4 separate regions of the Zea mays genome follow, and regions 1, 2 and 3 are each linked to region 4. Evidence: chromatin contacts called from public Hi-C data. All regions are on one chromosome and are shown on one strand. The core of a region is the stretch at or near the end of the contact, and the rest is flanking DNA. Distances in the headings are between cores, read along the strand shown. Region 1 holds the start of LOC100273525. Region 2 holds the start of LOC100275355. Region 3 holds the start of LOC103643033 (copper transporter 5.1). Region 4 holds the start of LOC109944053 (probable GTP diphosphokinase RSH3, chloroplastic).

Region 1 (3,450 bases), core at 82-2,581, 300 kb after region 4:
AGCACCATGCAGGTCCAAAGTGCATATATTGCACACTTCAAGTTCCACACTTCCACTAGTGGTACTAAGAAAATTTTCAGCGCTTTCTAAAAAAACACTGCGTCAAGACAACAGTAAGCCGTTTTTGCTGCTATATTTCAGATCTTGAGAAGCTACATAACTAAAACAGAGATTGGGACCAAACAGGCTGCCAACCTACTCACCAAGCACAAGGCCAAATCAAAGTACAATGAACTTTTGGACCCTTGCATAAAACAAAAAAGATAAATCATAGAGGAATTATCATTGCCGAGATCTCAGTGAGTACCCTGTCACTGAGATAGCTCCGAGTCTCTGAAAAGAAGAATTTCCTGAAAAGACAGCTATAAAGTCTCATAGGAATTAAATTCTTAATGCTTAAATAAAACTATATAAAAGACGAGGTTGATTAGCAATCAGTAACATTTGCGAAACAATACAAGGTAATAACACATAACTATTCCCAGTAACATTAGCAAAACACTGAATCTGCACTTTATAAAGACAATATCAATGACCAAATAAAGTAAACTTAAAGAACATGTGATGTAGGCAACAAACATCCAATTGATAGGTCCAACCAACCAAAGAAACAAATAACCTTTCAAAACCAATCACACTGCAGTTCTAGTTACTGTTAAATTCACGAGGACGACTGTGATTCCGGAAACAAAAAAACAACAACAAAATAGTAGGAGGATAAAGCACCTCTTGTATACGTCACCAAATGTGCCGCCCCATAGCCGCTTGCGGAAGAGACCCTCAGCGCATTGGTGTCCCTCCCATAGCTCGAGGCCCCCGGTGACGATGCCGGGGACAAAGACGACGGGGTGCTTAGCTCGCAGCCCCTCCTTCTGCAGCTTGACCCCGGGCGGGTCCGGGAGCGGCCCCGTGATGGCCTCGGTGACATACTGCGGGAACGAAGCTGGCATCGCGTTGTAGAGAAAGAGCAGCAACCACCAGGCGGAGCACACGCACCCGACCAGCCAGCAGCAGCTGTCCACGCACGACCACTTGGCCTTGGTCCGCCTCGTGGGCTCCTTGGACGGCGGCGCGGAGGACGAGGACGGCTTCTTCCCCTTGTCGTTGTCGTCGTGGTCGGACCCGTCGCCCTCCGAGGGCGGTAGCTGCTGCTGCTTCCGCCGCCGCAGGAGCGACATGGCGCGCGGCGGCGGTGGATCCAAAAGCGGCTAACTGCGCAGGGCCACCTGCATCCCCGGCCGCGGCTGCGGCGGCGGCGCCCGGTAGAAAACCCTAGGCGTCGGAGGAAGCGGGCAGGTCGAGGGGCAGTCGCGGCTTGGCAGCTTCGCGGGGTTCGCGCTTGTCTGAGCCTCTGAGGTCGTGCGAGAGGGAGAGAAGGGTCTGGGGGCACGGGGCACCGCGGCGTCCCAGGTCCACAGCGACCGCTCCCTTGTGCCCGGTGCACGTAGGCGGGTAATACCAATCGACTGGATCGCGAAGCCAGGTGCCCAGGTATGTGCGTCTGATCTCTGATGTAGGGATCAACAACGCCACAAGGCTAGGTGCTAGCGACGAAAACGGCTGTTAAAACCTCTCTCCAGTTTTTATTTCCATATTTTATGACTAAAAAGGATCGGATTTAGAATAGTCAAAAGCGAAAACTAAAAGGAATAAACGGTATAGAAAATGAACGGGAACTGAACTATTAAGCGAAAACTTATACTTTAATGTAAATATGCATTTTATTGATGGCTAAACGGTGACTGACTAACAAGATAATAACGTGAAATAAATAGATACAAAGAGGTAATATTTTTATCGTTGTTTACTTGTTAGTGATGTATATATAACTATGACTGATGTTGTTTGAGTTTTTAGGCACTTTGTCATCGAGGAGAACCAATGGCTAGAATAATATCTCATATTATAATTTGTGACGTAAGTATATGAGACTTTAGCTATTGCACTAGTACATACTGGGCCGATTCTGGATTTTTTATATATAGAATAAATACGGGCTCAAGCCGAATAAAAAGGGATTGTACAAAAATGGATGAGATAGATCATCTTCCATGTTCATCTTATTTTTGATTTTTTTTCTAAATACGAAAATATATGCAGGGGCGACGGCAGAGGGGCAATGTCTCCCCTAATGCTCCCCTAATTCTACAGGATATCTTAGGTTTTTAGCTAATTTTTATGTAAATAGTGTAAAAATGCTTCTAATAGCCCCCTAATCTAATTTGGTCCTCCTAATTTTGAATTCTGGCTTCACCCCTGAATAGATGGGTCAAAATATGGAAATGGTACGAGTTGAGACGACTCATTTCCTAACTCTAGGTGTAGGAAGGCTTCGTGTTTCCGTAAATGGAATACGCGTAACTCTAGAGGTGTAGGAAGGCTTCGTGTTTCCGTACATGGAATACGGTGAGGCGAGGTAGGAGCTGCGAGTTGGCTGGCTCGACTCATGACAGTCCATGGGGCCAGACTGGCACTCAAAGGGTGGTGATAGGAGACCATTTCAGTTACCACCAATACAATTGTGATTCGATCACAATCAGTGTAATGCTGAAACTGAAACGTTCATTTCTCATCGATGAAATTGTTCTTTTCTCATCCATCATAATAGGACTGGAGGGACTCCAAACTTCGGTATCTTATGGCATTTTAACTTTATATATATGTCTTTGCCTTGATTTACTTGGATTAGATTGCGCTTCTTTTATGCGGGTATACATTGTAGTGTAATCCCAGTAGGCCCTACAACTTGTGATTAAAGTTGCAATGGAGAAGAAGCATTTTAGACTTTGGACTGCACTGGTCTCGTATACGAGACATGACCTATTGGTATATAAGGCTATCTCCAGCAGCTTACTCATCATCATCCCTATATTCAAACTCTACTATGCGAACAGTACAATTTACAGTACAAAACAATGTTTTAGATGACCATATGAGTGAACTATTGAAGATGGTCTAAGACATTCGATTTAGGTGTCCGATGTTATTTTTGTTATTTGTTATTTTTAATCAATTGTGTTGCGGGTGTTCGGTTGACTTGTTTGGCAACTTTTATATAGTTAGTGTGTGTGTCTATATGGGTTGTTTTCTCTAATTTGGGATTTCTATGTATTTTTTATCAAAACTTACTGTAGAGAAGTCCTTACATTACTTTTTATTTCAATGAATAAGTATGTACAAGTTATAAATGGGGGACAGGGATACGTCTATAGTGCTTGTATCCACCTCCTAATAGGGTCTGCTAGTGTTCTTTATTATATAGCAGTTCAGAAACATATCCTTTTCGAATGATTTCTAAGTAATTAGAAATGGAGAATTGCCATTTAATGACATACATTTAACGCATTTTACGAAAGTTGTACGCAGCATAGTGCTCCCAGATAGTACCGCCCAATAGCCAAAGGATGACAACCGGACGAGCCGGCTATAAAGAAGGATGCAATTTTTTTT
Region 2 (3,039 bases), core at 226-2,725, 350 kb after region 4:
GGGAAGGGAGCGGATCTGATGATCCGTGGTAACGTAGTTCTCAACACCCTTGTCCCTTTGATGGCATCCCCGTATCTTGCCGTGCCCATACACGACTGCAAGTCTGGAACTGGAAGACACTCTTGTGTACGTAGGCACAAGGCGGGACAAATACTCCATTGATTATATCACTGGATCAGTCCATCAGATGACAAGGCATACCCATGTCCGCTGTCCGGTCCGGTCCAGTCCAGACCATGGTTATCTCAGCAGTAAAGCCCATTAAGTAAAGAAAAAAAAACATTCAAAGGCGACAGGGCGCCGCAAAAGGGCCAGGATGATGGGCCGGGACCTCGACCGGCTCGTGCCTCTGAAATGGCTGTCTTCATCGTCTACCAGACGACCTCCAGCGGTCTCCGGGCTCAACGAAACGGAGGACGGAGCCTTCCCCACCCCTCGGGCCTCCTCATCAGGCCGGCGGCAGCCAACGCCCCCCTCCCTGATCAAAGTAATCATGCTGCAAGCCGAGATGCAGACAAAGCAGCCTTAACTAAAGACGAAAAGGATTAGCGGAGCAGTTGCGGCTACTACTAGTTGGTTGGGAGACAGCACGAGCCCCACTACCCCGCCGGCTCCGGCTCGATGCCGCCGCCCCGCCACCACCACTGACCACCCGCCCACCGCGCGCATGTGCCCGCCCCCCTCGACCACTCCACTCATGCGTGAGGTGTGTACGGAGACATTTCCTTCCGCGCCGTGCTTTCCCGGCCTACGGAGGAGTATGCGCAACCGCAGCGCAGCCGCGGCGCGGGAGCCGGCTGGCTTGGCTTCCGACGACGCGCCTACGCTACGCGGATGATGGGCGGACGCTTTGATTGATGAGCGGAGGCGGAGCGGGCATGATTGATGGCCAGGTGGGGTGCCCCGCCGTTGGATGGATGACGAGTTGGCGCGCGAAGCGGTGTCACATCACTCATTCGGTTTTGGCCTTTGGTGCGGCGGCCGGCGGCCATTGCCCATAGCGGATGAGCAGAGCTGCAGAGGCGAGGGCAGAGTACAATGTACTGTACAAACCAGACACACACACACACAAAAAAAAAAGAGCAAAACGGCCTTCGACCCGTCGTCCGTCTCTCCTACGACGGCGACTGCTACCTCAATCACAGTCAGCTCTCAAACGGTCGGTTCTTGACGGAACGACGGCAGTCACTCGAGCAGTCGAGTCACGGCAGATTTGAACTTTCTTCCGCTGCAGGCCTTGGCCTTCTCTTCACTTTTCCAGGAACCCTACCTACCTACCCCCACGGCTTGGCAGGAGCACCTGCACGCTGCACGAGTGAAAAAGGCATCGCGATCCCGACTGACAGACGCAGCCCACACGGATTAAAATTTAAGGCGTCAGTGAAACTTTGCGTCGATCATTTAAGGCGCAGCCGCAGATAAACAAACGCCCACTCGCCCCTCGCGTCGCGCCCCCTGCCATCAAGGCCAGATCCTAGCCCGCCATTAATGCCGCTACTAGCCCGAGCTCCACGAGATCAGAGAGGCGGCGGCTGGGCTGAGGCCCCGTGTTCGCGCCAGGCCAGGCGTGGCCACCGTGACACGCGCCGACGCCGTTTATAAAAGCGCACCGCCGCCGCCCGCCCTCGCCTCGGGTTCTGCATGCTCTGCGCCTCACTCTCTGTCACCGCGCGTCCGTGTCCGTCACCAGACCTTGGCGGCCGCGTAGCGTAGGATGCTCACGTGCATCGCGTGCTCCAAGCAGCAGTTCTCCGGCGGCGGCCCGCCACTGCACGAGCCGCCGGAGGACGACGATGTCGTTGGTGGAGGCGCCGGCACCAGCGCCGGCGCGGCGACGCCGAGCACACGGCACGCCATCAAGGCGCTCACCGCCCAGGTGGGTTCTCGCCTTCTCGGGACATTCTTTTGGTTTTTTATCAGGGAGTGGATTCTGGTCTGAATTTTACCAGATTCACCACCCCACCTCCACCCCCTTGCAATCTACCCTGTTCATACTTAGAGCTTGGAATCCAGCCCAGACATGTCGGGATTCAGGCTCTTGCGATTTGTCAACCTGTGCCAAATTTCCTGCCTCGTCCGAGGCCGTAGAATCAGATCGGACGGGATTTGGTTCGGGCGTGCCAACTGACGGGACCTTTTTTTTTCTGGGGGCTTCAGATCAAGGACATGGCGCTCAAGGCGTCGGGCGCGTACCGGCAATGCAAGCCCTGCGCGGGCTCCTCGGCGGCGGCCTCGCGGCGGCACCACCCGTACCACCACCGCGGCGGCAGCGCCTTCGGGGGCTCCGACGCCGACTCGGGGGCCTCCGACCGCTTCCACTACGCGTACCGCCGCGCGGGGAGCTCGGCGGCCTCGACTCCGCGATTGCGCAGCGGAGGCGCCGCCCTGTCGAGTGGCGACGCCACGCCCTCCATCAGCGTGCGCACCGGCACCGACTTCCCCGCCGGCGATGACGACGACGACGAGATGACGCCAGAAGCCACTGGCGGATGTGGTGGCAAGGACGACGACGCCAAGGAGTGGGTGGCGCAGGTGGAGCCCGGTGTGCTCATCACTTTCGTCTCACTGGCGGAAGGTGGCAACGACCTAAAACGCATTCGATTCAGGTGCGTTCCTTTCGCTCCTTCCTTGGGATGAATTTTCAGTCCTGCTTCACAAGTCGATTACTTGATCACAAATGATTCCGTTTGTTTTATCCTTTTGAGCAAACTTGGTTGAGTTTTTTGTGTGACGCTGTGAATACCTGGTGTTTGGTAGAGCATGTCCAGATAGATGATACAAATTGTGACTTTTGCTAGCTTCTTCTGAACTTAGCTGTTGCTAAAGCTGCAGACTGAGCAGCTGACCTGTGTTAAATTGTTAAATGACTCCATGTGAATCATACTTGGAACTGTAATTTCTTTACCTTACTTCCTAGACATGGTAGAATCTCTACAGTTCCTTGAGAACTGCACAATATGATTGTTAAAATCTGGGGCTAACCTGGCTACTCTCCACTTCTGATGGCTCATGCTTTAGTTTTCGATCAAAACGGCTAAA
Region 3 (3,136 bases), core at 131-2,630, 320 kb before region 4:
CGTTCTGTCAAGAAGGCGGCAGCAGCTTCTGTTTCCGCCGGCTCGCACGGTGCCGATCAACTCAGATAGCTAGACCGATGGATTCGGGAGCTGGCACCGAATCTCGCTGGGATTGATCTAAGAACTCACCGTCGCCTGAGCAGTTGGATCTAAGAAGAGACGCAAGAACCCTAAACGCCCTAGTTGAGACAGGGAGCAAGAAGAATACCGGTGAGAAGCAGCCTCCGGAGGAGATCGACGCCAGCAGGCGTGAGGAATCCGGTCTCCGTGCCACAGTTGTCACGCGTATGCGGCGTGCCCTTTGTGGCTGTTGCCCTAATCCATGAGCGGCCTATTGCCTGCGTGCCTCCGGGATATTTCCCACCCCGCAGCGACCGGGCCTAGTTCCAAGGCCTGGGTGACGAGGAAAGGCCGGGAAGTAGCCCATGTCGGGCTTAACCGAACGCGCATTTCTGATGGACAGGGATAATTTCCAGGCGGGAGCGATCCATGGGGTTCTGGGCTCCATCCCGGCCGGTAACTCCATAACCAAACATGGCCTAAGGGAGCCCCTTCCCCCCACCCACCACCAGCACCAAACAACATGGTACTCGCTCTGTTGTGATAAAGTACAGCTCTATAGTATAGCGCCAAATAAAAGCATCTTCATTTTGGTCAATCTATATAATATTAATAAATATATTTAGGAATATCATGCAATATATTTTGATAACACTCCTATATGATGTAAGAAAAATACATTTTTTATAATTTTACCATCGTTTTAGATAGTCGAAATAAAAGATTAGAACTAAAATCACATTCTTTTCACGATCGCCGAATGGAATATTCCTTGTTTGTTTCAGCTTCTGTCCGTCAAAAGCTGATTTTAGGTGCCAAACACGTAGCTATTTGGTCTGATTTTCCGGCAAGCGCTTGGCGCTGAATCTGCTGTTACACAGGCTGAGAAAAGCGACCATCCTGCCGCGTCTGGAAGAAGTCGGTCGGATTCTCGATGCTTGGCCAATGGCCTTCCGTACCTTTTGTTTCTACCATCATTACATTCGTCCATTATACTATAATGATGTTATTTTGGAGTAAACCACATGTAGCGCGTAGTGTAGGGTATTTGTTGCATGCACCGTTATTTTAGGAATTACGGAATAATTTAGTTTTTTTTATGGCGGTTATGAATAAATAGGCAAGTAAAAATGTTACGTACACGAACGGATCACATTAGCGTGATAATTGACACATAAGAGTATTTTGGACATTTTGTAATGGGAGCTTAGAATCAGCCCACGTAGAATCAATATTTCCAAACGCCCAGATTATCTACACATCGATTCTTTCCAGCTAGATTCTTATAAAACTAGTCAGAAAAAAAAGTCTAAACATACATGCCCATTTGTCATGGCTGGCCTTGTTACCGGACACGGCACCTACCCACTGCGTACTACCCCTCCTCTACCACCGCCGCCTACTTGCCGGGAAACCGACCCGATTCCAGTGGCTCGGATGTAAATTGATCCAAACGGCGTGCCTCATGCCGCACCCGCCGCATCCCTCTATTAAAATCTCACCGGTTTCTTTCCTCGCCGGCAATCCTCCTCCTTCTTTCCCCTCGCCGATCCCAGGTCCCAATCTTTTCCTTCTCCGCCCTCGCCGCCGGCCAACATGATGCACATGACCTTCTACTGGGGCAAGTCCGCCACGATCCTATTCGACGGCTGGCGCACCTCCACGTGGCTCGGCTACCTTCTCTCCCTGGTGGCCCTGCTCCTCGCCGCCGCCTTTTACCAGTACCTCGAGGCCTTGCGGGTCCGCGTGAAGCTCATCGCGGAAGGATCCGCCAAGCCAGCCTCCTCCATCCCTCCACCCGCCAGCTCCGACCCGCGGACGCCGCTCCTCGCGCCCGCCTTCGCCGGGCGCTGGCCGCCGCGTGTGGCCGTGGCCGCGATGTTCGGGGTCAACTCCGGCCTCGGCTACCTCCTCATGCTCTCCATCATGTCGTTCAACGGCGGCGTGTTCATCGCCGTCGTCGTGGGCCTCGCGCTCGGGTACCTCGCGTTCCGCAGCAGCGACGGCGAGGATCTCGTCGTCGTCGACAACCCCTGCGCCTGCGCGTAAGGGTGTCGGGCTCGCCGGATTGCCTTGTCCCCAGGTTTGCCTTGCTTGTTGATGTTGTAGTATAACACAGGTATCATAATAAAAAATCATGTACAGATCCAATTGTGCGTTTGGAGGACTTGCAGTGTTCAGGTGTGTTTGGGGTGCATTGTAGGGTAAAGAATCAGATTAATGTATCTGAGCCTCTGAGGAGATGGTTTAACTGTTTTTGAGATCAAATTTGACAAGCTCTAGAATGAACATATCTATTTTGTTTGCGATGTTACTAATCCAAGAAACGGAAAGGCCAACTGCATGGAGTATATATATCTATTCAATTTGGAAGAATATGAAGATAGCTAGCTTAGGCTATCTCGATCAGCTCTATCTCACTTTCACTCTATAAACAGTACTACGATGCAAAACAATGTTTTACGCGGTCATATACACAATCTATTGGACAGATCCTTACATATGATCACTAGAAAGGGAAGGCTTGTCCTCTATTGCCTGTTTATGAATTGTACCCCGTAGCTACCTGTCCCTACGCCTGTAAGCCTGTTTGTAAAGTACAGCAAAAGGTAATGGATGGGGAAACCATTGTTATGTTTGTTGTAAAAGCACTCCTATTGTGTGTATATATATGAAAAATTTAATCAGGTGGGGACTATTCGTCCCCCCGTCGACTGTAAAAAAACAGACTTGTTTAGAATTGCCAGTAAAAATTTCAGGTTATATCATCACATTCGTTCGTTGATGCTTTGTTATCTTTATGCTGAGCTAATAATGTAGTCTAGCCTGCCAGGATTGTGAAATGTATGCGTTCATTGATGCTTAGCACTTTAGCAGTGGGCGGTCGACTATTGACAATGGCAAAGCAGCCCATTTGACAATGGCAAAGCAGCCCATTTGACAATGACAAAGACATGCCATTGCTGCCGCATCGGCAATTCGGCATACGACGCCCTCGTCCGTGACTTAAGAATAAATTCGGATATGACCAGGTCCATCCTTTTTCAGCAGCTATTGTCCGCCCTATGCCGTGTGA
Region 4 (3,202 bases), core at 682-3,181:
ATTAGTACAAGTTAAATGAAAGCACCACATGATCATTGACTTATGGGGTGTTTGATTTCTAGGGACTAATTTTTAGTCCCTCAATTTTATTCCATTTTAGTCCCTAAATTGCTAAATACGTCTGTTTTAGTTTCTGTATTTGTCAATTTAAGAACTAAAATGAATAAAATGGAGGGACTAGAAAGTAGTCCTTAGAAACCAAACACCCCCTTGGACCTTGTTAGGTTTGAAGTTGATTGAGAGAGATTGGAGGGGATTTAATCCCCTCCTATTCAAATTTAAATAGAAGCGGATTTAATCCCCTCCAATCTCCTCAAATAACGGCAGTTGATTCAGCCAACAACTAGATAATACACAGAGGAAATAACAGTATTTTCCAATCCCACTAAAAACACTCAAGATCTAAGGAAAAAGGAACGCATACCCCTTCCACGAGATCGGCAACCCCAGCACCAAAAATATGGAATATGTGATCATAGTCAATGAATGAATCATCAATGGAGTCGTGCAGAAGCCCAGCCGAGACAACTGTTGCATTTGCGCCAATCTTGGCGAGTAGCACAGCTGTCTCCACACAATGTTGCAGGTATGGATCACCACTCGCCCGCATCTAATCACAGAACAAAAGCAGAAACAAGATTCAGTAACTAATGCACAGACTATTCAGGAACGAGCGATTCAGCTAGAGGTTGGAATTTTTTATTTACCTGGCCACGGTGAGCCTTCTCGGCCTCCAAGAAGGCCCTCACGACCAGCTCCTCGTGGAAGATGCGGTGGCAATCCTGGGCACTGGTGAGCAGCTCTCGAGCATATGGCTCGCAGGCAGGGCCAGCCTCCAAGAGGTTCTCGTCGAGCTCGAACGCGAGCTCGCCCGCACCGACCTCCGGGCGAGGGCTGGTGGGCGGCGCGTAGTCAACGCAGGAGCCGAGCGCGTTGCGCACGAAACCAGCGAAGAGGCGTTCGCGGTCTCGGGCGGCGAGCCAAGAAGCCGGCGGGCTCCGGGATGGTGAAGAGGAGGACAGCCCCTGGAACACCGACACGGGGCTGTGGTGGTGGTGCGGGTCCCGCCACTTGAGCGGTGAAGACGAGTGCGAGTGCGAGTAGGGGTACCCGCCCCCGCCGGCGGCGGCGCTCAGGTCGTCGGATCTATCGTGCCACAGCGCGCCGAGGTCGTCATGAGCCGGGTTGCGGGGTGGTGCGGCCGCAGCTGCCGGCGAGGAGAAGAGGCAAGACAGGCCGCCGCCGCCGCCGCCGGAGGGCAAGCGGTGCGAGGCAGCGGGCGGCAGGAGCGCAGCGGTGGTGCACGGCGACGAGCCGCGGGAGGTCGGGTCGAACTCCGAAGAGTAGACCGCGCCCGGCGGACTGGTGTACAGGGAAATTGCGGGCAACGACATCGCCGGAATCGGGGATGCCTCTGACGCGCTCGAACTGAAACTGAATTCCGCGGCGAAACCAGACGGGATTGACGTCGAAGGCAGCACAGAATCTGATGCCCAGATTTGATCTCAGTAGGTGGAGTCGACGAATTAATCGGACAAAAAAATGTGTAGTAATTAGGCGGTGGAAACAGCTGAAATCAAATCTGCAGATTACACGAATTCAATGCCGAAAGTGAGCTCGGTGCGATCAAGCAGGAGGAATTTGGTGGGGAGGGCGAGGAGAAAGCTGGGAAATGGGGAAACCTGTTTTCCCTCGCGAATTAAATTAGGTTGCGTCCAGTCTGCTACTGCGTGTGCGTGAAGAGAACGAATTTGGGACCCTCCGCGCTAATTATGGGAAAGCGGCTGGCATCCAATATCTCGAAACCGCCCGGAATCTTCTATCGTGTTGCCGGAGTTTTGGCCGTTAACTAGTTTTGTTTTTGCTGGTCCTGTCAGCTTTAGCGAAAGATTCAAGTATTGGTGGTGAGAGTGTTGTATGGAAACGAAGAATCCTAATCTTAATCATTTATACTCTTATTAAATTCTAAGCCCGTGAAAGCTCTATATATCATAATCTTAGACTTCTATCTTATATGTGTATATATATGTTCTACTGTTTTTATCTATTGTATTAGCAATAACAGACGGGATATCGTAACGGCTGATGACGCGTTTTATTCTATAGAAGATTATAAACTTTAGCACCGAAAAGATCCAAACGAGAGTGCTAAAAGTGAAGTGGTAGTTATTAATGGTTTAGCTCCATCAAGATGTGTTAAAGCGAGCCAAGGTAAGAAAAAACATCTCCTACCATCCTCACCCCACACTCTCTCTTTCTCCCATCCTATATTAATTAGGGATATCACGTGATAAATTTTGACACTATCCATATGCATGTGTTAAATTTTAGCAGAGCTAAAGTTTAGCGCATGAGATCCAAACAAGTTTTAAAACTAGCCTCACGAGTGAATGCTTGGAGCATATATGAAATTACTCTCAAAGTTTGTTTAGGAGGGCTCCCAAACCGGTTTTGACTTCGTGCAAGAGCCTTCTATATGGTGCCAAAAAACAACTCCCAACGAAGAGTACTTAGAAGTCGAAACCACTTGGAAGAAGCTAGTGCCAAAAAATGGCTCTGGCGGCTCCTTCCTCACTCCCGGCCATGTACCCGCCGATGTGGTTTTGTGCCATCCTTTTGCATTCTCACTCAGTATAGACGCTCCAACAGGTGGTCCGATCCAACATGATACATCAGACTCACATGTTTCTGTTAGATAAAAAAACAGCTAAAATATACATTGGAGAGGGGGAATCAAACTCACGCGGCCTCGTACTAGAGGCGAACGTCCACTGGCTACGATCGGCTACAGTTGGGCTCTTGTTTGTGTGTATCCAATAGCCAATAGATATTGTAAATATGTAAATTGTTGGATGTTTCAAAAAAATGTACCGATCCGTTTAGCACGATCCATTTAATCATCTATACCGTTTAGCGTCCGTCGCTGTGGCCCAATCAATGGTGAAACTTCTATTAGCATTGTCAGCTAGACGCCCAATCGGCTAAACAATTTTTTACAGATTTGGGTAATGACATCTATGGTGGTCTTACTGCGACTACTTTTACAGATTACTGTGACTACTTTACGCCTAAAGTCATTGGACAAACCGAGACATGTCCTTTCTAAATAAAATTTGCCGTATGCAAAACCTTATTCATTCACGTCCCTCTGGCCACAGCTAATCACCCTCGATATGATGTCAATACGCCATTATCATACCGA

The links. Hi-C and Micro-C count contacts between places; a contact is called where the count stands out from the background.
Region 1: a contact with region 4 is called in a Hi-C map of leaf, with 4 times the contacts expected there. The contact joins the promoter of LOC100273525 here to the promoter of LOC109944053 in region 4. A contact is called at or near these places in 3 of 25 Hi-C or Micro-C datasets (ear, leaf and tassel).
Region 2: a Hi-C map of tassel shows a contact between it and region 4, with 2.0 times the contacts expected there. The contact joins the promoter of LOC100275355 here to the promoter of LOC109944053 in region 4. A contact is called at or near these places in 2 of 25 Hi-C or Micro-C datasets (ear and tassel).
Region 3: a contact with region 4 is called in a Hi-C map of tassel, with 2.3 times the contacts expected there. The contact joins the promoter of LOC103643033 here to the promoter of LOC109944053 in region 4. A contact is called at or near these places in 4 of 25 Hi-C or Micro-C datasets (bundle sheath, ear, endosperm and 1 more).

The regions. Positions count from the first base shown.
Region 1 is chr2:189,822,746-189,826,195 of Zm-B73-REFERENCE-NAM-5.0, forward strand. LOC100273525 reads right to left here and starts at 1,332. Exons shown (of 6, transcript NM_001147943.1): 1 at 727-1,332. The coding sequence starts at 1,178.
Region 2 is chr2:189,876,205-189,879,243 of Zm-B73-REFERENCE-NAM-5.0, forward strand. It overlaps LOC100275355, which reads left to right and starts at 1,476. Exons shown (of 5, transcript NM_001360666.1): 1 at 1,476-1,876; 2 at 2,158-2,606. The coding sequence starts at 1,715.
Region 3 is chr2:189,208,703-189,211,838 of Zm-B73-REFERENCE-NAM-5.0, forward strand. It overlaps LOC103643033 (copper transporter 5.1), which reads left to right and starts at 1,381. Exons shown (of 1, transcript XM_020548505.1): 1 at 1,381-2,694. The coding sequence starts at 1,657. The coding sequence ends at 2,109. LOC103647463 (a long non-coding RNA gene) reads right to left here and starts at 588. Exons shown (of 2, transcript XR_562860.4): 1 at 209-588.
Region 4 is chr2:189,526,253-189,529,454 of Zm-B73-REFERENCE-NAM-5.0, forward strand. It overlaps LOC109944053 (probable GTP diphosphokinase RSH3, chloroplastic), which reads right to left and starts at 1,932. Exons shown (of 6, transcript XM_023301674.2): 1 at 708-1,932; 2 at 425-610. The coding sequence starts at 1,394.